2 separate regions of the Mus musculus genome follow, and region 2 is linked to region 1. The links are chromatin contacts, called in public HiChIP or PLAC-seq maps. All regions are on one chromosome and are shown on one strand. Each heading gives the region's core, a stretch centred on a gene start, on an enhancer-like site or on the middle of the called end of the contact. The rest is flanking DNA. Distances are from core to core; before and after follow the strand shown. Region 1 overlaps Idi2 (isopentenyl-diphosphate delta isomerase 2). Region 2 has its middle 87 kb from the start of Larp4b.

The links. HiChIP or PLAC-seq counts read pairs in DNA pulled down with a chosen protein or histone mark.
Region 2: a contact with region 1 is called in an H3K27ac HiChIP or PLAC-seq map of epiblast stem cells. The contact joins two enhancer-like sites. A contact is called at or near these places in 11 of 484 Hi-C or Micro-C datasets (the AML12 cell line, the C10 cell line, embryonic stem cells and 4 more), 2 of 115 datasets of contacts at active chromatin or transcription factors (effector CD8 T cells and epiblast stem cells) and 4 of 9 other capture datasets (adipose tissue, embryonic stem cells, liver and 1 more).

What each region holds. Positions count from the first base shown.
Region 1 is chr13:8,959,230-8,965,102 of GRCm38.p6, forward strand. It overlaps Idi2 (isopentenyl-diphosphate delta isomerase 2), which reads left to right. Exons shown (of 5, transcript NM_177197.4): 5 at 1-1,706. The coding sequence ends at 203. Among named protein-coding and RNA genes, the nearest start is that of Gm23923, 6.1 kb to the left of the region's middle. Within about 2 kb of position 3,657, at least 30 of the 459 cell types and tissues checked have an H3K27ac peak or open chromatin away from gene starts, as enhancers often do. A contact at or near this core is called in adipose tissue, epiblast stem cells and trophoblast stem cells, where this site is marked.
Region 2 is chr13:9,177,471-9,183,343 of GRCm38.p6, forward strand. No RefSeq gene overlaps it. Among named protein-coding and RNA genes, the nearest start is that of Larp4b, 87 kb to the left of the region's middle. Within about 2 kb of position 2,216, at least 78 of the 459 cell types and tissues checked have an H3K27ac peak or open chromatin away from gene starts, as enhancers often do. A contact at or near this core is called in adipose tissue, epiblast stem cells and trophoblast stem cells, where this site is marked.

The DNA of each region.
Region 1 (5,873 bases), core at 2,407-4,906:
TAAACCCAGATACCAGGGAAGTGAGACGCTGCTGCTACATGAGCCAGAAGGACGTGCAGGAGCTACTGGACAGGGAGGCCCGAGGAGAAGAAAAGATCACCCCTTGGTTCAGAAGCATGGTAGAGGATTTCCTGTTCTCTTGGTGGCCTCATTTAGAGGATGTGTCTTCATTCGTGGAGCCTGACAAGATATATGGACTGTGAGTTGGGAGAAGTACAGTCTATAGCTGAGGTCAGCTCCAAGGCAGGATTTGAATTGCTTGCACAAGGGTGAGGGGAGTTATAGAAGTTGAATGCTGAAATCCTTCAGTCACCTTGCCAGCTAAAATCCAGCCTGCGAGTTTTAACCAATTGTTCCCTTGATTCTTCTAGCTCTTAAAAAGTTTTCCGCTGCAGTCTACAGAAATATCACTTTCCTCCCTAACAGTTCTCTGCGGAGCATCTGCTCTCCTTAGTCTCATGGACAGCAGAGGCTCAGACAAGGACCACAGCTGTCATCTCTGCTATGTCATCAGCTGTGACTGCAGACCCCCCCAGGATGTGTGGTGCATGATGATAACAATGTACATGAGGAATTCATAGCTGGTCGGTGGTGGCACACACGTTTAGTCCGAGCACTCAAAGACAGAGGTAGATGGATCTCTGAGTTTGAGGCCAGCCTGGTCTACATAGTGAGTTCCAAAACAGCCTGGGCTACACAGAAAACCCTACCTCAGAAACCAAAAATAAATACATAGGTAGATAAATAGATGCATAGCTACAGTAAACTAAAAGAGCCAGAGACTTACACTGTAACCAGACACATTAACTTCACAGAAGCAGTCACCCATTTGGTAAACTAAACAGCAGAGTAACAGTTGCTTTCCGTGCTATCAGTACCCTACCTAGTAGTGACAACAACAGAACATACCAGAGTGCTTTGTACAAATGTAATGAGAAATCAAACTTTCATTTCCTTCAAAATGAGTAAGGGCAGAATACTTTTGGCAAAATGCTATGTCTACATTATATAAACAAATAATGTCTATTTCAAACTATCTTTAATACATAAATATCATGAAAACACTGAATGCAAATACTTGAGTCATTGACTTGTTAGTCAGCCTCCTAGAACTGTGACAAAACACCTGGGGAATAGACTTAGAAAAGGAAGAAAGAGTGTATCAAAGTCTCAACTGGGATTGTGTGACTCAATTCCTTCAGGCCTAAGGTCAGAGAGAAACCAGTGAGGCAGAAGCTGGAGCTAAGAATGCTACCTACCTCCCAGCAGAAAGAGGAAACAGAGAGGCAGAGAAAAGATCATGTTGGCAAGGAAGCAGAGAGGGGGAGAGAGATGCAGAGAGAAATATATCCTCACAGGCATAACCCACATAGGTGCCACCTCCTTAGAGCCAATTAACTATGAATTCAATAGATTTGCCCACTATTACTACACTAGAGCCCTGATGATCTAGTCACCTAAACTATCTACCATCTCTCCTGCATCGGGGTCAACACTTGGACTTCGGGACAGTTCCAAAATAATTATAATCAGATTTAAAAAACAAAAACAAAAAACAGCTACTTTGATTTCTCTAATTTTCCTTTGACTAATGAGAAAACTCCTTTAATTTCTTGTTACTAAATAAATTGCTTTTTAAATCCTTTGCCGTTTGCTACCATATTGCATTAGGTCATTTTCTCAGCAATAAATAAAAACCAAGCGCCAATTACCTAATCCTTGACTGAGTATTCTCTGGCCTACAGATCTGGGGTGATTGTTCCAATAAAAAATTCACAGGATTTCAAGGTATAACTGGACACTTGGAGAGGAGGGCTTCTGCCACTAGGATCTCTCCTGTGTCATATCCCAACTTGTATCTTACCAAGTTTAGACTCAGTGCCTATATCTTGCTGACTCCCTGGAGACTCGAGGAGTAAATCTGTACACATCATCACTGACCTATCTTGGTTTATTTCACACTGTGGTTACCAACAACCTCCAGCACATTGTCAGAGAGCACAGATTCTGAGTCCATTTCAATAATGAGTGTGGAACCCATTCTATTAATAGGATTGGCATGTCAAATAGTGTAGCTAGTATATGTACTATCCCAAGTGAGCAGTGCTATTTCACACTTTGATAGTAACCATGTCCCACTGTGAGGGGAGGGAATGTGATTCTGTCATCAAATGCTTGCCTTGTGAGTCTAAAGACCTGAATTTGAACTTCAGAACTTGGGCACAAATGTAAAGTGCAGGACCAGGTAAGAAGGCTTTACTGCTGAAAAGCACTTGTGAGGCAAGCCTGGCAGGCTGAGTGGTAAGATGGAGGGTGATAATGTACTCTGCAATTGTCCTCTGACCTCTCTATGCCTGCTGTGGCACATGCCACTCCCCACGGTAATAATTGGTGAAATCATTTTGCTGTAATCAATCACAGTACTGAGGCAAAGACAGGAAGATCCCTGGGGCTTACTGGTTACTCAGTGTAGCCTGACTGAGGAGACAGTGAGAGATCCTGCTCACAGGAGTTGGTGGTGCGTGTGAGGACAGCACCTACCTTCCTGTGGGCTCTCTTGTACACAGACAATCCCTGCATGCACCTGAACCTGTACATACACACAGAAACAGAAACACACCACACCACACACACACACACACACACACACACACACACACACACACACACACACACTCTCTCTGAATCACTTAACTCAGCCTGGCCTGCTCATGCAGTCTGCACTGACAACCCCCTGCCCCAAATCCTTCCAAGGGTTTGTTGTTGTTGTTTTCCTCCAAGAAGGCTCAGCCTTTTTTCACCTTCCAACTAAGACTTTGCATTGCAAACAAGCTTCCAAATAATCCTGCTGGTTCAAGGGCTGAGCTCAGAAAAGGAAAGACCACTCAAGAGTCTACACAGTCACAGGGCAAGTCATTTTGTAGAATCCAAAATAAATTCAAGACCACCCCTTCCCTTCCTTTCTAAAGGGATTTTTCAAACTAGCGATCAAAATGACTAAGTCTGCAACTGCCAAAATGCCACGCACACTCCGGTGAAGTTTGCTTGCCAGGCCGAGAGGCCTGGAAGCACTCAAGAGGCAAAGAATTTTAGGGAAACTCACCTCCTGGAACTTTGGCGTTCTCATAACCCATATATTCTTACCCTATCCCCGAGTTAGTCTGGTGTATGGATCCACGTGCTCTTTTTTAGTATTATCTTATTATAAGTGCCCTTTAAGATTGAATTCTGACACAGCTCAGCCTTTGCCAGTGTTCCAATGTCCTAGAAAATGTTTGAAGCCAAGGAGCTCGGTAGACAAAGTGAAACTAAGCATTACAAGAGAACCAAGCCTGAGCAGCTCAGGGCTAGTCTGCAGAGTGTTTACAAGGGACAGCAGCCAGTCTCACCAAAACAAGGGAATACACAATTAGCCTAGCTGATAGGTGGGTTTACCATGAAAGAGCTAGGAAATCCCACTGACATAGAAATCTTCAGTACAGGCTACACTGCATATTAGAAGCAAGTTGGTGAATTCTTCTGACAAATGGATATTCTCCTCAGATACTTAAAAGTTACACTCATACAAGAAATTATCAGGGCCCAGGTAATAGGGGGGTTGTGGCATTGCATTATTCATGAGAATATCTGCTAGAGCAGAACCCCTGGTGGGGGGCTTAACAATAGACTAGCTTTACACCTGTCTCCCTTCTTAGTGGCAGTGTCCTGGTCCACGCCTTCTTGTGACATATACATTCCTTTTGTATTGTGTCACTGTAACTTGGTGAATGTATCTCGCCTGGTTTCTTGTTATTCTTAGGTATAAAAAGTTTGATGCTCGAGTCTTCGCAAGTGAGAGTGTGGACTCTAGAAGCTAACAGCTTCTGGGACAGCACCTCACACAATAATAGTGGGAGACTTCAACACACCACTTTCATCAATGGACAGATCATGGAAACAGAAACTAAACAGGGACACAGTGAAACTAACAGAAGTTATGAAACAAATGGACTTAACAGATATCTACAGAACATTTTATCCTAAAACAAAAGGATATACCTTCTTCTCAGCACCTCATGGTACCTTCTCCAAAATTGACCATATAATTGGTCACAACAGATACAAAAATATTGAAATTATCCCATGCATCCTATCAGATCACCATGGACAAAATCTGATCTTCAATAACAACATGAAAGCCAAGATTCACGAGGAAACTGAACAACACTCTTCTCAATGATACCTTGATAAAGAAAGAAATTAAAGACTTCTTAGATTTTAATGAAAATGAAGCCACAACATACCAAAACTTTTGGCACACATTGAAAGCATTTCTAAGAGGAAAACTGGTAGCTCTGAGTGCCTCCAAAAAGAAACTAGCAGCTCGACAACACACCTAAAAGCTCTAGAACAAAAGGAAGCAAATTCACCCAAGAGGAGTAGACAACTGAGGGGCGAAATCAACCAAGTAAAACAAGAACTATTCAAAGAATCAACCAATCGAGAAGCTGGTTCTTTGAGAAAATCAAAGGGGAAAGTGGGGAAAAGCCTCGAAGATATGGACACAGGGGAAAAAATCCTGAATAGAACAACAATGGCTTGTGCTGTAAGATCAAGAATTGACAAATGGGACCTCATAAAATTGCAAAGCTTCTGTAAGGCAAAAGACACTGTCAATAAGACAAAAAGGCCACCAACAGATTGGGAAAGGATCTTTACCTATCCTAAATCAGATAAGGGGACTAATATCCAATATATATAAATAACTCAAGAAGATGGACTCCAGAAAATCAAATAACCCCATTAAAAATGGGGCTCAGAGCTAAACAAAGAATTCTCACCTAGGAATACCGAATGGCTGAGAAGCATCTGGAAAAATGTTCAGCATCCTTAATCATCAGGGAAATGCTAATCAAAACAACCATGAGATTCCACCTCACACCAGTCAGAATGGCTAAAATCAAAAATTCAGGTGGCAGCAGATGCTGGCGAGGATGTGGAGAAAGAGAAACACTCCTCCATTGGTGGTGGGATTTCAAGCTTGTAAAACCACTCTGGAAATCAGTCTGGCAGTTCCTCAGAAAATTGGACATAGTACTACCAGAGGATCCTGCAATACCTCTCCTGGGCATATATCCAGAAGATGTCCCAACTGGTAAGAAGGACACATGCTCCACTATGTTCATAGCAGCCTTATTTATAATAGCCAGAAGCTGGAAAGAACCCAGATGTCCCTTAACAGAAGAATGGATACAGAAAAGGTGGTACATTTACACAATGGAGTACTACTCAGCTATTAAAAAGAATGAATTTGTGAAATTCCTAGGCAAAAAGGATGGACCTGGAGGGCATCATCCTGAGTGAGGTAACACATTCACAAAGGAACTCACACAATATGTACTCACTGATAAGTGGATATTAGCCCAGAAACTTAGAATACCCAAGATATACAATACAATTTGAAAAACACATGAAACTCAAGAACTCAAAGACCAAAGTGTGGACACTGTGTCCCTTAGAATTGGGAACAAAACACCCATGGAAGGAGTTAGAGACAAAATTTGGAGCTGAGACGAAAGGATGGACCATCTAGAGACTGCCATACCTGGGGATCCATCCCATAATCAGCTTCCAAAGGCAGACACCATTGCATACACTAGCAAGATTTTGCTGAAAGGACCCTGATATAGCTGTTTCTTGTGAGGCTATGCTGGGGCCTAGCAAACACAGAAGTGGAGGCTCACAGTCAGCTATTGGATGGATCACAGGGCCCCCAATGGAGGAGCTAGAGAAAGTACCCAAGGAGCTAAAGGGGTCTGCAATCCTATAGGTGGAACAACAATATGAACTAGTACCCCCCGGAGCTCGTCTCTAGCTGCATATGTATCAGAAGA
Region 2 (5,873 bases), core at 966-3,465, 220 kb after region 1:
TGTCTTAATTTTCAGCCCACCTGTATCCTCATATGTAAGGTGAGTTTGCATTTTTTACATTTATTTATTTGGGAAGTGGGCACAGAAGTCAGGACAACTGTCAGGAGTCAGTTCTCCCTTTCAAACGCTTGAGTCTCTGGTATTGAACCCAGCGGTCAAGCTTGGTGGCAAGCTCGCTTACCTGCTGAGCTGTCTCAGCAGCCATGGTCTGTTTCTTACTCTTGCATTCTTGGACGTTACAATGTACTGCTCTTAAATCCATGACCAGGAATCATGATGAGAAAAGAGTGCAGCGATGCTCTATGCCCGTCAGATTACCTTCGCTAGGACAGGTTCTCCTGGATAGTCTCTAGTTCATGAGTTTAATCCCTGTAAACTTGCTGTATCGTTTTTGTTTTTTGTTTTTGTTTTTTTTTTTTTAAATAACATTTTAACAGTGCCTACTTCCTGGGCCTGTCCAGAAGTCATGGTAAACATTTGGCAACCCCCTTCCCCAACCAGCTCCTTAACTCACAACACCCACCAGCAGTACTCAAGTTCTTTGAGCAACTGTCTGGTCACGTTCTCACTGCATCCTCCCACCCCCACCCCACCCACACACACACTACTCTAGTGACCTTAAGGCGAGCCTACCTGACAGGGAAGTAAGATGTGTGGGAGCTTCTTGAAGGATCTGCCTCCCATCGTAACTCTCTGGAAATGGCCTTCTTTATTTTGGGGTCTCGGTTTAAGATAGGAGAATGGCAGAGACTTAAAAACAGCCATCTTGAGGACAGGGCATAGTAACAGAATTTGGAGAACCACAGAAAAGGACTGACAGCATAAAGCCCTTAGCCACACTAGTGTAGAAGCCATAACTGCCCTTAGGGTCTTCACAAGTGCATTTAACAGTCCGAGACTGTCCACAGCAAAGGGCTGAGTTCAGTTTACTTGTCTGTCTCAGGGCGTGGCACTCCCAAGGTCTTAATGGAATTTTTTCACCTGGCACCTGTTCAATGGAGACTGGACTGTGACCCACTGGCAGGTGTAGGCATCGTACCCAGGCCAAGCCATTGTAAAGAGGCTTCCTAGGAGAGATGAGTGGGTGGGTCCTGTGTTTCCAGGTTTTCCCATAGAACAGGTAGACACGGTAAGGACTGAGGATCCACATGGAAGCATCTTGGTGCCCCAAATCCTTGGACTTTGTCAGCTTAACATTCACCTTCCTCCAGGGTCTACTGCTGGCCTCTCTCTGACACCCCTAATCCCTACAGAACCCTCTGTGTTTGCACTCTTTCTAGGTAGTTTTCCCAGGTTCATACCTGTGATTATACTTAATCACGGGGCTTATAATCCCATGTCCATCAATGCCCCAACCTGAAAAACCTGGGTGGTCAGCAGTCCATTGTGTCTTCTCCCTGCAGACAGTAGAGGCCAGTGGTGTCCTCAGAGACCCTCCCCATGTCCCTGCCCTGCCACCTGCAGGTCAGCGTCTCAAAGATGCTGCAGCAGCATGAGTATACATTCCAAAACCTAGAGGGAGAATAGCTTGATGCATGGTTTTTAAACTAAGAACTGCCGCCCAAACTGCACATCTCATTGGTCAGAAAATGGACTCTTGGACCACTTAGGGCCACCCAGGGCTTTGATCACAATCAGGACCATTAAGAAAGAAGGACAACTGGGCTGGCTAGTCTCATGTCAACTTGACATACAAACTAAAGTTAACCGAAAGGAGGGTACCTCAATTGAGAAAATGCCTCCCTAAGATCTAGCTTTAAGGCATTTTTTAAAATTAGTGATCTGTTGGAGAGGGCCCAGCCATTGTGAGCGGTGCAATCGCTGGCCCGATGGTCCTGGGTTCTTTCCATAAGGAAGCAGGCTGAGTGATTCAGGGGAAGAAACCTAGTGAGCAGCACCCCTCCATGGCCTCTGCATCAGCTCTGCCCGCCCCGCCCCCCCCCCCCGGGGTTCTGATCTGATTTCCCTCGATGGTGGAACAGCAGTATGGAAGTGTAAGCCAAGTCAGTTCTTTCCTTCTCCAACTTGCCTTTTGTTGCAGCAATAAAAACCCTAATAGCCATCAGTATGCCCAGAACTGGTGTTGGAAGGTGCTCCAGGGTCGTGTCCCCCCCCCCCCCCCCGCGTCTTGCTGGTCCCCCAGCTGCCAGGTGCTCAGCTACTTACTGACAGGCCAACGTGATTTTAGCATAAACTTGATGCAATACATCTAAGGTATTACACTCCTCCACTCCTGCTCCGCCCCACACCCTCTCCCCACAAAAGCAGTATTTCCACCTGTATCCTTAACCATTCAGACATCTGAGGCATCCTGAGCCTGTTACTCCTTGGCCTTGGGCAAGCTCTGATTCTAGACCTCCAGAGACCACTCACCCACGTTCAGCACATCCATGCCTTACATGCCTTTAAAGGGTCTTCAGTTCCCTGCTCCTCCCAGCAGCCCAAGGATCCCCCCCCACCCCCCGCAGGCTGTGGCCTCCCCTTGCCTCAGCTCCTGGGGCACTCACAGAGTAACTGACTAGCAGAGATGGGAGCTGTCACCCACCCACCTCTGACTTCATCTCCAAACGCTTACCCCTTCTCCATCCACACTGCCGCGTCCCCTTCCACAAACATACCACATTGCCCCATAGCAAAGCCTCTGATCGTCCAACACCTTAGTTCAAATACCCCGCGACATGGCCGTGGTCCTCACAGAGGCTGGCAGCCTGCGCCCTGCCACACACCGTTTGGTTTATAGCTGCACTATCGTAACTTAAAACTCATCGCGTTGTTTACTTGTTTTTTATTAGAATCCCCAGAGTAATCAGCCATCTACTATCTTCTCCTAGTGTGTGAGGTATTCACGGTGTTGTGGTGAGAATATGAAATTCTCCTTTAGGGTCATTTCTTTGAACAGTACCCTGAGGGTGGTGGTTTTGGAGCCTTTAGGAGGCGGAGCTTCACTGGAGGAAGTAGGTTAAACTAGGAGCAGGCCTGGAGGTTTAAGCCTCCCTCCTTGTTCTCCGTCAGCTTCCTAACTGTTACCGGTATGACCGCTGCTTCCTGCTCCTGTGGCCGGGACTTCCCCGCCACCATGGACTGTATCGCCATTGAGCTTTAACTGGAGATCAACCCTCATGTTCCTAGCTTATGCTCTCGTTTCCAGGCAGCGTGGATTCCAGCCCAAGGAACAGTACTGCCCACATTTAGGACAATAACAATCGGTGCAGTCAATGCAGTCTAGAGACTTCCTTACAGACGCACCCAAAGCTCTCTCTCCTGGGTGGTTGTAGGTCCTGTCAAGTTGAAATAGAGATTTAATGGTATTCTTGACTAGACTAAGTAAACAAAATATTGTTTCCCATATATAGAGGATTGTCATGGTTAAGGAGCATGGGGTTCTAAAGTCCAGAGAGCCCCCTGATACCTGCAGTGTCTGCTCGTGCATCTGAGGTCAAGGAAAAAAATGGGTTAACGCCACCGAAAGCATCCACAAATTGTTTTTTAGAATCGGGGAAACCGGGTCTCACTCCTCTTAGACACACAAGGAGGTAGGTTCATCTCCAGTGGCAACCACAGAGTCCCTAAAGGGCCTGTGAGGGTAGGGACTCTTTCAGTGAAGCGCTCCCATGGGACAGAGGCCACCTTGATGACAAGGGATCGCCCAGCCAGAGTGGTCTGCAACACAGCCCCCAGCGTGGCATCTATGCTCACTGTCAGATGCACAGCAAAGCAAATGTCCTGCGTGTCAGATATGTGGTGATCACATGCTGCTCACACTGTTCCCTCGTGCTTTGGAAATTTCCGGAGTCAGCTCTGCCTCAGTGCCTCAGGACCTCTCCCTAACCTCAGGTCAGGACTCCAATAAACAGGCAGAGAGAGAGCAAAGGGCCCAGCCTCCCACTTCCTGCCTCCTTGACTATTTGCCCAGCCTAGGTCAGGTAGCCAAAGACCCATTTGTTGCTGTTTGTTAAGTTCAGCCAAAGCTTGTAATGAGGCTCAGTAGGGTTAAACTCTGTACTGTGATATAAACAGCACGAGCCCTGTGTACAAGTGTGCTCATCCCAGTAAAACATAGAAAATGCTGGTGAAATTAATGTCAAAAGACCTTATTTGATTTGGCAGGCTGAAATACAGCGATTCCAACATGCATTGGTATAAAACAGGTCCCGTTTTTTTTCTTAATGTTGCTGGGTTTTGTTTATTTAGTTGGTTGGTTGGGTGTTTTGTTTTTTGTTTTTGTTTGTTTTTTGTTTGTTTTAAGACAAAGTCTCATGTATCCCAGACTGGCTTCTAACTCACTATGTAATTAAACATGACCTTGAACTTCAAATCTCCCTGCTTCCAGATCCTGAGTACTGCAATTATAGACTTGGAAGCTGTGTGTGGTCCTGGGGACTCAACCCAGGGCTTCATGAATGCTAGGCGAGCATGTTATACCACTGAGTTATACCCCTCCTACAGCACCAGCCCAGAACAGTTTTTATTCTTTTAATTTTTTTCTAACACTGAAAACGTTTGAAATCTCTGGTGTATATAGAAACTTAAAGGACTTGATTTCTAAAGGTCCGCGTCCTGACGATGCAGTGTAGGACTCACCACCACACGGGGGTGCTCGATCCTCACCCTAAAGCACTCGAGGGAAGTCCCTTTGTTTGCAGCAAGAGAAGGTAGGAGGATCTCTTTTGTACTCTTGTTTAAAAGGCAAAGACACCGAGCTTGGTCTTGAGACAGCTTCATCCTTTTCCTCCTGGTGCTTGTAGAAGAAATTTGGCGAGAGTTCTTCAGAGACTGCCGGAGACCCTACTGCTCATGGATGTGAATATTTAGATAGATTAGATAGACAGACAGATAGATATAGACAGACAGACGGGTAGGTAGGTAGGTAGGATATATACACAAATATGTGATATATTTACATATATGTGATTTGTTCTTATTTTTAAGTTGAAAACATATCGTTTCATGCAATCTATTCAGACGACAGGTTTTCCCTCTGTCATTTTCTCCTCGGCTCTTCCCACCTTCGGGTGGCTTGGCCCTGGTCTTCTAAAGCCATTTCTCCTTTTTTTCAGGGCTACCCTGATGCCCAACTCATCTGCTCACACATCTTTCTTTCTCCCTTTAGAAAGCAAACAACAAACAAGCCTGATGGTGGTGGCCTTTAATCCCAGCACTCAGGAGGCAGAGGCAGGTGAATTTCTGAGTTCAAGGCCAGTCTTGTCCAGAACAGTCAGGACTACAAAGAGAAACCCCTGTCTTCATAAACAACAAACAAACAAACAAACAAAAGCCAAGAAACACAAACCCCATAAAAAAAACACAAAATTGGAAATCATAATAAACGAGCAAAAGACTAGTAAAAAAAAAGAAAGAGAGAAAGAGAAAGTGAGAGAGAGAAAGGAAGGAAGGAAGGAAAAGAAAGAAAGAAAGAAAGAAAGAAAGAGAAAAGAGAAAAGAGAAAAGAAAAGAAAAGAAAAAAGAAAAGAGAGAAAGAGGGGCTGGAGAGATGGCTCAGCAGTTAAGAGCACTGACTGCTCTTCCAGGGGTCCTGAGTTCAATTCACAGCAAACACATGGTGGCTCATAACTATCTGTAATGGGATCTGATGCCTTTTTCTGTTATGTCTGAAGACAGCGACACTGTACTCATATTCATAAAGTAAATAAATAAATCTTTAAAAAAGAGAGAGGAAGGAAGGAAGGAAGGAAGGAAGGAAGGAAGGAAGGAAGGAAGGAAGGAAAGAAGGAAAGAAGGAAAGAAGGAAGGAAGAAGAAATCCAAACAAAGAATATGGGGGCAGGGGGGACCAACCAACCAAAAACTCTACAAAGATACCATTGAGTTTGTTTTGTGTTGGCCTTGGCATGGGGTGTGTATGCCCAGTGAGAT